3 separate regions of the Mus musculus genome follow, and all the other regions are linked to region 2. Evidence: chromatin contacts called from public HiChIP or PLAC-seq data. All regions are on one chromosome and are shown on one strand. The core of a region is the stretch at or near the end of the contact, and the rest is flanking DNA. Distances in the headings are between cores, read along the strand shown.

Region 1 (4,254 bases), core at 1,422-3,921, 120 kb after region 2:
CAGAGGACAACCAGCAGGAGTCACCTTTCTTTTTCCACCATGTGGATTCCAGGGATCAGTCTCCAGCCATTGGTATTTCTGGCAAGAGCTCTTATCCATGAGCCATCCTGATAGTTATAAATTGTGTTCTTTTTCAGGGAGGGGTGGTGGTGAAATGTACAGTGTACAGTTTGTCAGAAAATGAGCATGAAAGAGTTTGCCGTTGCAGACAAAGTGGCGACAGACAAAGCAGCTGTAATTTTTGTTAAGTGATGAGTGCCATTAAAGAGAAACGTGATGTTCTGTACTGGGGGCATGCCATGAGGGAAGGCTCTATCAGTGCTAACACTAAGAAATGTGCAGTCTCCTGCAACTGTGACCCCAGGGGCAAGCCACATGTTCAGCTGGAAGGAGAACTTAGCAATGTTATTCCCTTGGTCCTGTTTTTTTTTTCTCTCCAGACATAAAAGATGCAAATATGGAAAGAGCATGGAGACCCTCCCAAGGTTCCAGAAAAAGGCTGGTGCCAGATAATGAGTGACAAGGCGGATTTCCCAAAAAGCAGCCTTGAGAGGCCATTGTGAGAAGCTGGGAAGAGAAAACTTTGAATTCCACAGAGATGGCAGAATGTTGGAGAGAGTCATCAAGGAAGCCAGACAAAGAGAGAGTCATGTAGGGCACAAACAGCAGAGCTGCAAGGGCTGGGATGCCTAAGCTTGTTGGAGCCCTCTGGTTCCATTATGAGCTCCAGACATTGGAGGTACAGTGGTAGGGTTTGGTCTTTACCTTGTGTGTTTTGGTTTTGCTTTGGTCCTGCTTTCTCCGCCTCATTCTTCTCTTTTAGAACAGGGATGTTTATTCTGGACCATTACATACTGGAAATATGTAAGTTGTATTTTGATTTTACAGTAACTCATAGTTAAGAGGCTGCCTTGAGTCTCAGAAGAGACCTTGTCCTTTTGGGCAATGTTGAGACTGCTAAAGATCACAGGGACTTCGACGTTGGACTAAATGCTCTTGTATTAGGAGTTGGCTGTGAACCTAGCAGGGACAGGATGGCATGTTGCAGTTTGAATGTGAAAAGTCTTCCATAAGCTCATGTGTTTAATTAAACACTTGGTCCCCTGTTAGTACAGTCTTGGAAGGTTGTGGAACTTTTAGGAAGTATAGCCTCTCTGGAGGAAGTAGGTTGCAGGGTAGGTCTTGAATTTTTATAGCCTGGTTTCACTTCCTGTCTCCTTTCTGCTTCCTGACTGCAGATACAGCTGGTCTACCTGTCTCGTGTTTGGGCTTCCCTGCCTTCCTCTCCATGAGGGTCTATATCTCTTTTTCACCTGGGGGTCAAAATCAGCCCCTCCTTCCTAAAATGGGTTTTTCCAGGTGTTTGGTCATAGCGAAGAGAAAAGTACATGAAATGCCCACATTGCCAACTGCTCTAACACCGGAGTGAACAAGCCACACAGCCTCCCATGCTGGGCTGTTGTCAGCGCTCGCTCCACTAGGATGGCTACTCCTGGCTTTCCAACCTATCCACCACAACAGTTTGCTCAGCAGGTATCTGAGCTCAACTCCTCTCTTCCTCCTTGACTAGCTTAAATTCCATAAGTGATCACAAAGTTATCACTCTTGTTTAGCCTTCAATTATTTTGCTCTTTCTTCGTCCACCTATTGTGATGCAGTCACTGCCTTGGCAACCCCTATGTTTACTACTGTGCACATGAGTCTTCCAGAAAATCCCTTTAAAAAATACTTAGCATATAAAATGGCGTGGTTCATTATGACATGTCCATCCACTGGTCTTTACTCATTTTTTTCTTATATTACTGTCCCCCACCCGTTCTCCTCTCTACCATGGATCCCTCTCCTTTCCCCAGATCTGTTTCCATGTCTCTCTCTCTGTCTCTCTCTGTCTCTCCTCTCTCTCTCTGTCTCTCATCTCCCTCTCTCTCTGTCTCTCTCTCTCTCTCTCTCACACACACACACACACACTCTCTTAAATCAATATTACACATAAGAAAAACATCCAATAATCCAATAGTTTCTTCTAAGTCCGGTTTCTTGGCCTATTATGATTTTAGTCCCACTCTATTTTTTCTGCAAAGGATATCATTTCTTTATTCTTTATGACTGAAAATAATCTTCATAGTTCCTAAGTACAATATTTTATTTACCCATAGTTCTGTAGATGCACATTGTGAATATTAATAGCACTCACTGTAAGAAACATGGGTGTCCAACACATTCATCCCTTGGGGTTATTACCATGCCCAGTTCCAAGCGACTGGGAAAGCTGCTAGTTTTGAGTGGTGTCTGGAACCACTTCAGTGCAGGCTGCTTGCCACTTGGGTCATGTGATTCCACAGACCTGATGGCACTTGCAGTATCAGTGGCAGATAAGGATGCTATTTTGAGTTTTTGGCCATGGTCCATAGGTGAACTACTGTGGAGGCCCTTAGGATTTTAGAGAAAGGTTTTATGGTCATCTGCAGACAGCTACCTCAACACGTGAGAGAAAATAGGCAATGTTTATCTCTCGGAGTTTGATTCATTATTCTTCATATGAACCTGAGTTCCACTCAGTGTTCTGTAAAAGACATACTCTGTTATTCTTTACAGCTGTTTAAATCTCCATTGTCTATTTATAGGACATTTCCTTTACTCATTCTTCTGTGGATGGAGCTCAAGGATCTTGTGACTGTCTTGGCTATTGTGAACAATACTACAGTAAGTGTGTATGCCCCAGTGTCTCTGTACCATGCTGAGTTAGCACACATAAAAGTTTTCTGAAAAATCTCCAAGTTGATTTCTTTACACCTGTAGTCATTGATATTCCTATCTGTAGTGCACAGGGCTTCTTCTCCTGCTTTCTCCTCACCAGCATTTATTGCCGTGTGTGTGTGTGTGTGTGTGTGTGTGTGTGTGTGTGTGTGTGTGTTTGATGATAACCATTAAGCCTAGGAAGATAAGATCTCAATACAGTTTAATTTGCATTTCGTGATGGCTAAGAATACCCAAAATCTTTTCGCATGTGTACTAGTCATTAATATTTTATCTTTCGTGAGCTGGTTGATTTATTTGCTGACATTTTGGTTCATGCTTCACACATTCAGTGTTTGGCGATGTGCAGTGTTTCAGTGTGATTTCTTTACAGTCTCCAGTCAATGTAAAGACATCAAATGTCTTTACAAAGTTTTCTCTCTCATTCTGTAGGCTACCTACTTGTGCAGCTGATTGTTTTCTTTGTTGTATAGAAGCCTTTTGATTTCATGCCTTCCCAAATGGGCAGTTATTGATATTTGAGTCCATTTCAAAAGTTGTTTTTTTTTTTTTTTTTTTTTTGCCTATGTCTGTGTGTTGAAGTATGCTTCAAATGTTTTTCTCTAGAAGGTTCAGAGTTACAGATGTTGCTTTAGGGGAGTTGGTTCGCTTTGAATTCTTTTCTGTCTAGGGTTTGGGATAGGAACTTAATTTCATTCCACTGCATGTGGATATGCAATTTTTCTTAGCATTACTTAAGGAAGCAGTAGTTTCTATGTTATATGCTTATGAGAATTTTATTAAAAACCTAGGTGGTGGAAGTTACATGGGTTTACTGATGAGTCTTGTGACTCTTCTTTTCCTATTTTTTCTTTTTTTTTTTTTGGTCTCATGTTTTGGTTACTATGGCTCTGCAAAATAGTCTGAGATTGGACATTTTTAAATAAAAATGTTTGGCTATTTATTTATGTGTGTGCACATGTGGAATCAAGAGGACATTATCTGGGAGTTTTATTTATTTATTTATTTATATTTATTTTATTTATATTAGGAAAAAGTCATTGACATTTTTATGGTAACTGCATTGAATCTGTACATTAGTTTGAACAGAATAGACATTTTCACAATATTAATTTTGCCAATCCTTGAGTGTGAAAGGTTATTTTGTTTTCTAGTGTCTTCTTCAATTTCTTTAGTCTTTTAAAGTTTTCGCTGTAGAGCTCTTTCTTTTCTTCACGTTTATTCCCAAGTGCTTAAATTTCTGAATTTATTATGAATGAAATTTTCTTCCTGCAAACAGAATATTTGACAAGGTTCACAGCTAGGATTTGTAAAGAAGCCATGAAACAAACACTAAAAGTGAAAAATGAAAAAAATCACTGTGTGCGATGAAACAAACACTAATCATCCAAACAATATATGGGGAAATGAACTGACCAGTTCAGAAAAAATGAACTACTAATGACTAACAAATTCCTTTCAAGTTTATTATTGGTATATAAAAAAGTTACTTGTGTG
Region 2 (3,858 bases), core at 732-3,231:
TGTGTTGATTCAAAGAAAATGCACCTGCCTGCAGTTCACTAACACACAATCTCCAAGACTCCTTTAGGCTCTAAGAAATAGACTCTTACCTTTAGACCAGTTGGCATTAGCTTGGAGCAACACTTGATTTTTGGAACGAAAGTGTATGAGCAGCTGCTTTGGCTGAGAGAAGAAATCTGGGACAGAAGCTCAGGGATCAACCATAGGTAGTTGGTGGAGCCAGCTACCTCCTTTAGCCAGTCGGCTAAGAATATGTGTCAGGGCAGGCTAGCTTACAGAAAGATGAAATGATTCTCTTTCCTTACAAAATAAATACCAAACACGTCAATAAAATGTAGGTCTGAACTAGGTCTATGACCAGCAAACTGACATAGGAAAAAGCACTTAACGTTCAGGAACCCGTCTTTACGCAACTGTAAAGGGAGGCTATGGGATGAATTTGGCAGTTGTACATTACTGCTGCACACATTGGAGAGGGGATACACACAGTTATTGTAGACTTTACTAGCCACCAACAAAATGTCTGACAAACATAAATATATCTGAAAGTTGTTGTTGTTGTTGTTTTTTTTAAATAGGTTGGTTCATTCATTCATATGTTCATTCACGCTACTGTTGTGGGAGCACACACTCTTCGCTGAGCGTATACTGGGATCACAGACTGCCTTCGTCCTCAGGTTGGGTTTACATAAAGCAGTTAGATCAACTCCTAGGGCAGAGCACTTAGACAGGAGTTTCTGAGCTGGGTAGGCTAAGACGGGTGGCCTTTGTTGGAAATGCTGTTGCTAGTGGCTGGGACCAGGTCCAGCCAGCTCACAGCAGCTTGCTTTGGGGTCGCACTGACGCTTGCCTGGTCGCCGGTAGGTGGCGGCAGACGCCCTGGCGGAAGGCGTTGCGCTGCGCCCCGCTGGCTTGGCTCCGCCCGCCGGGTCCGATGCTTCGCGCTCCGCCTCCGGAGCAGCCGAGTGCGTCTGAGGCGATCCCGTGCCAGGCTTGGGGACGCTGCCAGGTTTCTCTCAAATCTTGGCCTAACAAAGGGAAGCAAATTACAAAAATGGAAATTTTCAAACTAGCGTTCAGTTGTATTGAAATCGACGTTTGTGTAGCACGCAGGCACAGACCACATTCATGCTATTTTGTGATTAAAACGATACCAAAAATACCTCCTTGCTTTAGTTTTCATCTTCTAAAACGGCCTCTTCCCCTTTTCTAATTGCTGCTTTACTTTGGGGGAGCAGCGAGCCCCCGGCCACCGTAGAATTGCTAACATTTGCATCAGGACAGTTGAAATCTGGCCCGGGCTGCTATTCTCTCTGTCGTCCCCACCCCAGTCTTTCCTCCTCCCCGTCTCTTAGACTCCGCTGTTTCTCTCGTTCTGTCCTCCCCCCAACCCCCCTTCCTCCTTTTCTTTGGGAGTTGAACTTTAACCCAACCTTGTGTGTCCTTTCAGCCTAGGGGAGTACAGATAAAGACATTGCTAGGCACTGTACGGGGAAGTTTTGTGTCTTGTGTACTCGGTTTCAAGTCTTAGGACAGCGCGTAAATCCTCAGGGCTCCTCTTGATTCAAGCAGCAAAACCTGACCATGGCCTCACCAAAGCTCTGGTTACCTTGCTCTCCCATTAAAAAACAAAAACCAAACCAAAACAAAAAAAACCCCAATGATTTTGAAGCGGCTCTTGAGCTGGCTCTTGAATGGATTTTACTTAACATGAAGTTGTATAGAGCCCGACTGTGTCCTCTTGGCTTGTTTTTGCAGTTGCTAGACAGGCCCAGTCCCCAGTGGGCTTGTGTGAAAGGCGCCCTCCTCCCACCCCCAGCTCTCCGCACCATTTCTTTCCTTGGAAGCTTTGACTGTCTCCTTCCGCAGCAGCTGTGTCTGCAGTGCCTGGAGACAGGTGGGGGAGTAGCCTCCCGCTGAACCTGCCAATTCCCTCTCCAAGGACTGTCTGAATAGCTATTAAAAATTAAAGGACACGCACACGTACACACACACACACACACACACACACACACACACACACACACACACACACACGCTTTCGTTCTTTGTTTTCTGGTGGAGGTCACTGTCACACCAGAGCAATGGTACTGCTTTGCCGACTGAGATTAAATTCTACAGTCCTTCTCTTGTCGGCACTCACCAGCCCACAAGAACCCATTGCCACATCTTTTGGGCCCTCTAGAAGATCTGAGTTCTAGGAGTGGTCAAGTGCCCACTTGCAATGGATCTGGAGAGAGAGGTGCTCCCAACCCCAGGAGATAAACACAGAGCTCATGAGACCATGGTTGCAGTTAGGGATCCCTTGTTTATCTGTATTTGAGTCTCAAAACTAGAACTTTCTAGGGCAGGTGTTGAGTATCCTCTGCACACTGGTAAGAGTTTAACAGGTTCCAGAAGAGAACCGGAAGTCACATTTTCGTTCCCAGCCTGGATTCAGGACCTTCTGCTCTTCCCTGGGGGCTTGACCCTCAGTACCCAGCTACCTCTCTGCTTTTCCCAGGGCTGTTGCCCGCTCTTAGAATTCCTCCTCCTCCTCTTCTCTGATTAGCAAACGTTTGGTCTCTTTAAAGACGTCTTTCAAACACACCCTCTCCAGTCTTTCATGGCTGTGCCTGTGCTTGGGTACCTCTGTAGTCAGTAATCCTGCCTTAAGTTAAATGGGACAAAGTTGCTTGACATACCTGCTGTGCTGTGCTGTGCTGTGCTGATCTCTCTCTCCCTCTCCCTTCCTCCCTCTCCCTTTCTCCACCCCTCCTCTCCACTCCCTACCTCCCTCTCTTTTCCTCTCTCTCCTTCCCCCAATCTCCACTCTCCTTTCCTTTCTCTTCCCCCTTCTCTCCCTTCCTCCCCTTTATCCCCTGAGAGAATATATTCTTTGCTCAGGCCAGGAATGTATCTTTATTTATCTCCTAGCCTGCACACCAAAGATGCCCGGGAAACTCTATGTGATGATAAGGAAACACACCTGGTTCTTAAATGATCCCAAAGGGCCAGCTTGTTTTTCTCCAGTTCTTGCTCCATTGGCAGGCATCTCTAAGTATGTCTGCAGAGTGGAAAGGAAAAACTTAAGGTTGTGTTCACACGTGACTTTTCCATAGTTCAGGGAGAGTCTTCTACTAATGAAGGTTTGATGAGCACACAGATGAAAACTCCTGTACCCCAGCGTGTGCACAGGAGCAGCACTCAAGGAAGACCTGCGACCCGAGAAGGTTTCAGGCATCTGCGTGGGCTCTAATGTATGTAACTTAAGGGTTAGAGAAACAAGTTGTAGTCAGCAGACTTGATTCACTCACTTGCTTAAGCTAGAAACCTGGAGATGGGCTTGAGAGCCTTCTCCTCCAACTTCCCACATTTAGTCTTCAAGTCATGTCACCTCTTGGAGACCCTCAGATCTCTTCACTGGTCCTCAGCCCTGCTGTGTTCCAAGTCATTATCACTTCCTACTCAGACCGTTGCAATGCCTCCAGCTTTCTCTCTAGTCTTCCAGTATCACCATCCTGGCATACTTAAGCCTTGTATAACTCTTTGCCTTAGTGTAGTCTCCCCACTCCTTAGCCCCATTTTTTGGCACTCTCAGTATATTGTGCTTCATGTCTTTGAACTTGCTGGACTCTCACTGGTTTTGAAGGCTTATCCTTGAGGTCTTCTGGGAATATCATTTCCTCAGTGTTCCGTCGTCAAGAGTGCATCCCTAGAGGTATAACCCATACTTCTCTCCACTCCATCCCTTCTGGATCAATCAGATAAACATTATTGTCATTCCTGGTGTCTGAGTCTTCCTTCATGCCACTTTTCACTGGTTATAAGTATAAAGTTATTGCATTTGATTTATTTTCTGTCTGCTTTTCTGTATAT
Region 3 (4,023 bases), core at 36-2,535, 100 kb after region 2:
TGCTACAGGTGAGGTGGAAGACTCTTTAAACTAGTTACCAATGGAGTTAAAAATGGGAAGCCCTACACTGTTAGGAGCAGAAGCAAAAAACCTGTTGTCTTTGGATCAGGTAGACTTAGTCTGGACTTCTAGCTCAGTGTTTAACTCAGTATATTGCTTAATGTATTAGATGTTTATTTTCATTGTTGTAATAATATACCTGACAGAAGAAACTTAACAGAGGAAAGATTTATATTGGCTCACAGGTTCAAACCTATCACACCAGAATTCACGATGGTGGGGTTGTGTCAGAATGGCTCACATATTGGTGGCCAGGATACAGAGACCTCAGTTAAAAACACATATAACCTTTAAGACCTACCCTTAAGGGATTCACTTATGTTATCTTGGCCATACTCCATGCTCATAACAGTGGATGTGGGAAGATCTATAACCTCCCCAAACTACATGGTCAGTGGATGGACTAAGTAGTCACACACATGAACCTGTGGAGGATAGTTCACATCAAACTCTAGCAATATTTTGACTTTTAACTTCCTCTTCTATAGACAGGGCATGGAAAAAAACCCATACCCACTTTCTAGGACTGTTGTGGGGACTGAATGAGAACGTGTATACAAAATGCTGATCTCCTGGAACCCAGTTTCTGGCCCAAGGTCAGGGATAACTAGCTATACCTGTATCAGCAGCCTATGTACTATGCTCACTTGCCTTCTGTAAGAAGACGTTGTGTGGGCATTCATGCCTCCAGCAGACTCTGATTTGCCAACAGATCCATGTCTTTCTCAATGTGCAGAGGATGAGCTCATCAAGGATGCTCCTTATGTGAGCCCTTTCTCTATAGAAATGGGACCATCTCACCTGAGTCACATTCCTGATGTATTCATGTCTAGGCATCTGCTGGCATGGTGGCTCACACAGTTCTCTTTGAGAAGGACTGCTTGCTAAAGAACCACATGGCACCGAGTATTCAAGCTTCCTTTCATTTTCCCTCTTACAGTCTTGGACCAATGGCCATAATGAAGTACTTTATAAAGTCATGGTCTGACACGAGAAAGATAAATGTAAACATTGCACAAACACTGTGAGGAGAAACATCTGGATGTCCACTGCTTACTTCCTGTTGAGAGAGTTTGGGAACTTGGGGATTTTAACAGTTGGACATGGCTATTTTGGGAAATGAGTTCACATCTGTACAAGAAAGAAAAGCACACACTCATTACACTTCACTCATCAGATCAGATATTGGCAGCAACAACATCCCAGGCCTGTCTGAGAACAAAAAAGACCGAATTAGAGACGGCCAGGACTTGTTTCCCTTTCTGCTCTCTCTCATTTAGAGCACCCAGTATCCATCATCAGAACTTCTTCTCTCTCTCTCTTTTTTCTTCCATTTATTTATTTATTTATTTATTTATTTATTTATTTATTTATTTTAGATAGGGTTTCTCTGTGTAGCTTTGGCTGTCCTGGGATTTGCTCAGTAAACCTGACTGGCCTTGAACTCAGAGATTTGCCTGCCTCTGCTTCTCTAGTCCTGGGATTAAAGGCGTGCATCACCCCTGCCCAGCCTTTCTGTACTTCTTATGTTTGGCCCATTCTTACACTGTCTACAGTTCAAAATCTTAACTTTGAAGGTTGGTTTACCCACTGACTTGTAAGACACACTTCAACAAATCCCTTAATATGTTTAACCCCTATTTATGTTTATTGAAAAAAATGAATAATAATAATAATAATAATAATAATAATAATAACTTTTTACCTCTTCTTAGGTATGTCAAGTTGACAGCCAAGATTAGCTACGACAGTGGATAAATTAGCAGGGTAAAAGCTTCTAGATTTTTTAAAAGATGACTGGATAGGGCATGCCAGTATTCAGGGTGAGAGTGTAAAGCAGACATGATGGCCTTTCTGGTTCTAAGGAGCAGCGGCTAATAACCAAGATTAAACCTAAAACTTCCACGTCTTTCTGCTAACCAGAGAGCTCTGAGTAACCAGGCCTCCAGCTTTTGTGGAACCAGAGAGCACCTGGTGACAAGATCTCCATCCCAGTGGCTTTGGAGGTCAGTGCTGGCCCAAGTGCCCACAGTCCTCTGAGAAACGGGAGCTTTGGTTCCAGTGAAATCTGAGGTAAATATGCAGTGTGGTTCTGATGTCTGAGGTGAAAAATGTCCCTGGGGTTATAGAGTCTACGTCCAGAGGTTATTTTGGACCAGTCTAACTACAGAGTCCCAATAGTAAACCAGTAGACTGGATCTGAAGTTTGGCATCCTTTCTCCAGAGGGTCATAGAATCCAGGGGTAACCAAAGTTTTAATTCCAACCTTGGTCCTGTTAGCATAATGCCAAGGCAGGACCAGTTCAGCAACGATTTGATAATTGTGGTGATTTGAATGATAATAACTCCACAAATTCAAATATTTGAATGTTTGGTTCCCAATCGGTGGGCAGTTTAGGAAGGATTTGGAGGTGTGGCCCTTTTGGAGACATGTGGGTATGGGTTTCAAAAGCCCTCACCAGGCCTGCTCTCTCTTTCCCTGCCTGCAACAAGAAGCTCTTATCTACTGATCCAGTGCTGTTCCTGTCTGCCTACTGCCAGCTCTCTGCCATGATGCTCATGTACCTGCCCTCTAAAACTTTACGCAAACTCCCAAATAACTGATTTCTTTTATAAGCTGCCATGCTCATGGCATCTCTTCATATCAAAAGAACAGTGACTAAGACAATAGCTAACACCAAGTTTCCCCAGTCCTTGCAACTGAGCTTCCTGCAGATATGCCTCAATGAAGAGTCATAGAAACCAGAATATCCCAATAAGCTCTGAAGAAGAGGAATCCAAAGAGCAGCAGAGGCAGCAGCAGCAACAGCAGGAACAACAGCAGCAGGAACAGCAGCAACAGCAGGAACAGCAGCAGCAGCAACAATAACAACAGCAGCAAGGACAGCAACAGCAGCAAGAACAACAGCAGCAGCAGGAACAGCAACAGCAGCAGGGACAGCAACAGCAGCAAGGACAGCAACAGCAGCAAGAACAACAGCAGCAGCAGGAACAGCAGCAACAGCAGGAACAGCAGCAGCAGCAACAATAACAACAGCAGCAAGGACAGCAACAGCAGCAAGAACAACAGCAGCAGCAGGAACAGCAACAGCAGCAGGAATAGCAACAGCAGCAAAACAGCAACACCAACAGTAACAGCAACACACCATTAAATCTCACTGGGTTCTTATGGCTGTGACCTGACCCAGATCCTAGGACATCCAGTGATCTTTCTTGCTTCTTTTGTTTTAGAAACATCCTTTTATTATTTTTTTTAAATTTATTACACTCTTTTATTTTTAAATTTGTTTTGAAAAGTTTTTTTGTATGATATATTTTGATCATATTCTTTCACACCTTCTAACTCTCTCCAGATCTTCCCCACACCCAACTTCATGTTATTTTTTTTTCTTTAAAACAAAAAAAGCCACCCAAACTCAAAACAAAACAAAGCACCAAAAAATCATGGAGATTGTTTTATTGGTCAACTACTCCTGAGCATGAGGCCTGACTTGGAGTGGGGTTGATATATTCAGTGTTGTGTCATTAGAGAAAACTGATTTTCCCTCTCCCAGAAACTATAATTTTCAAGTAGCTCCTTGGCTAGCGATAGGATTTCATTCCTGCTTTGCCTTCTCTGTGCTGATTTTTTTTTGGGGGGGGGGTCTGGTGTAAAGTGTGTAGGTTTTGTGTATATGGTCACAGTCTTGGTGAACTCATATGTGTATCAGCCCAGTGGTGTCTGGAGAACACTTTTTTTTTTTCAAGTTGTCCTCTACCTCTGGATTTTATAATCTTTCTGTCTCCTTTTCTGTGTAGATCCCTGAGCCTCGAGGGGAAAGGTTTGATGAAGATATCCCATTTAGGGCTGAGTGCTCCAAAGTTTCTTATTTTTGCACATGTTCAGTTGTGGGTCTCTGTGTTAATTACAATCTACTGCAAGAAGAAGCTTTTCTTATGAGGGCTAAGTGATGTACTGATCTA

The links. HiChIP or PLAC-seq counts read pairs in DNA pulled down with a chosen protein or histone mark.
Region 1: a contact with region 2 is called in an H3K27ac HiChIP or PLAC-seq map of heart atrium, with 10 read pairs. The contact joins the enhancer-like site here to the promoter of 0610025J13Rik in region 2. A contact is called at or near these places in 7 of 39 promoter capture datasets (the 3T3-L1 cell line, 3T3-L1-derived adipocytes, hippocampal neurons and 3 more), 11 of 484 Hi-C or Micro-C datasets (3T3-L1-derived adipocytes, CD8 T cells, the HL-1 cell line and 7 more) and 4 of 115 datasets of contacts at active chromatin or transcription factors (embryonic stem cells, fibro-adipogenic progenitors, heart atrium and 1 more).
Region 3: a contact with region 2 is called in an H3K27ac HiChIP or PLAC-seq map of heart atrium, with 6 read pairs. The contact joins the enhancer-like site here to the promoter of 0610025J13Rik in region 2. A contact is called at or near these places in 7 of 39 promoter capture datasets (the 3T3-L1 cell line, 3T3-L1-derived adipocytes, hippocampal neurons and 2 more), 6 of 484 Hi-C or Micro-C datasets (cerebral cortex, microglia and uterus) and 2 of 115 datasets of contacts at active chromatin or transcription factors (fibro-adipogenic progenitors and heart atrium).

What each region holds. Positions count from the first base shown.
Region 1 is chr4:98,199,373-98,203,626 of GRCm38.p6, reverse strand. It overlaps the pseudogene Gm12691. Among named protein-coding and RNA genes, the nearest start is that of Gm34784, 75 kb to the right of the region's middle. Within about 2 kb of position 2,671, at least 9 of the 459 cell types and tissues checked have an H3K27ac peak or open chromatin away from gene starts, as enhancers often do. A contact at or near this core is called in cardiomyocytes and heart atrium, where this site is marked.
Region 2 is chr4:98,319,479-98,323,336 of GRCm38.p6, reverse strand. It overlaps 0610025J13Rik (a long non-coding RNA gene), which reads right to left and starts at 1,981. Exons shown (of 3, transcript XR_376450.3): 1 at 1,830-1,981; 2 at 90-1,028.
Region 3 is chr4:98,218,888-98,222,910 of GRCm38.p6, reverse strand. It overlaps the pseudogene Gm12691. Among named protein-coding and RNA genes, the nearest start is that of Gm34784, 95 kb to the right of the region's middle. Within about 2 kb of position 1,285, at least 8 of the 459 cell types and tissues checked have an H3K27ac peak or open chromatin away from gene starts, as enhancers often do. A contact at or near this core is called in fibro-adipogenic progenitors and heart atrium, where this site is marked.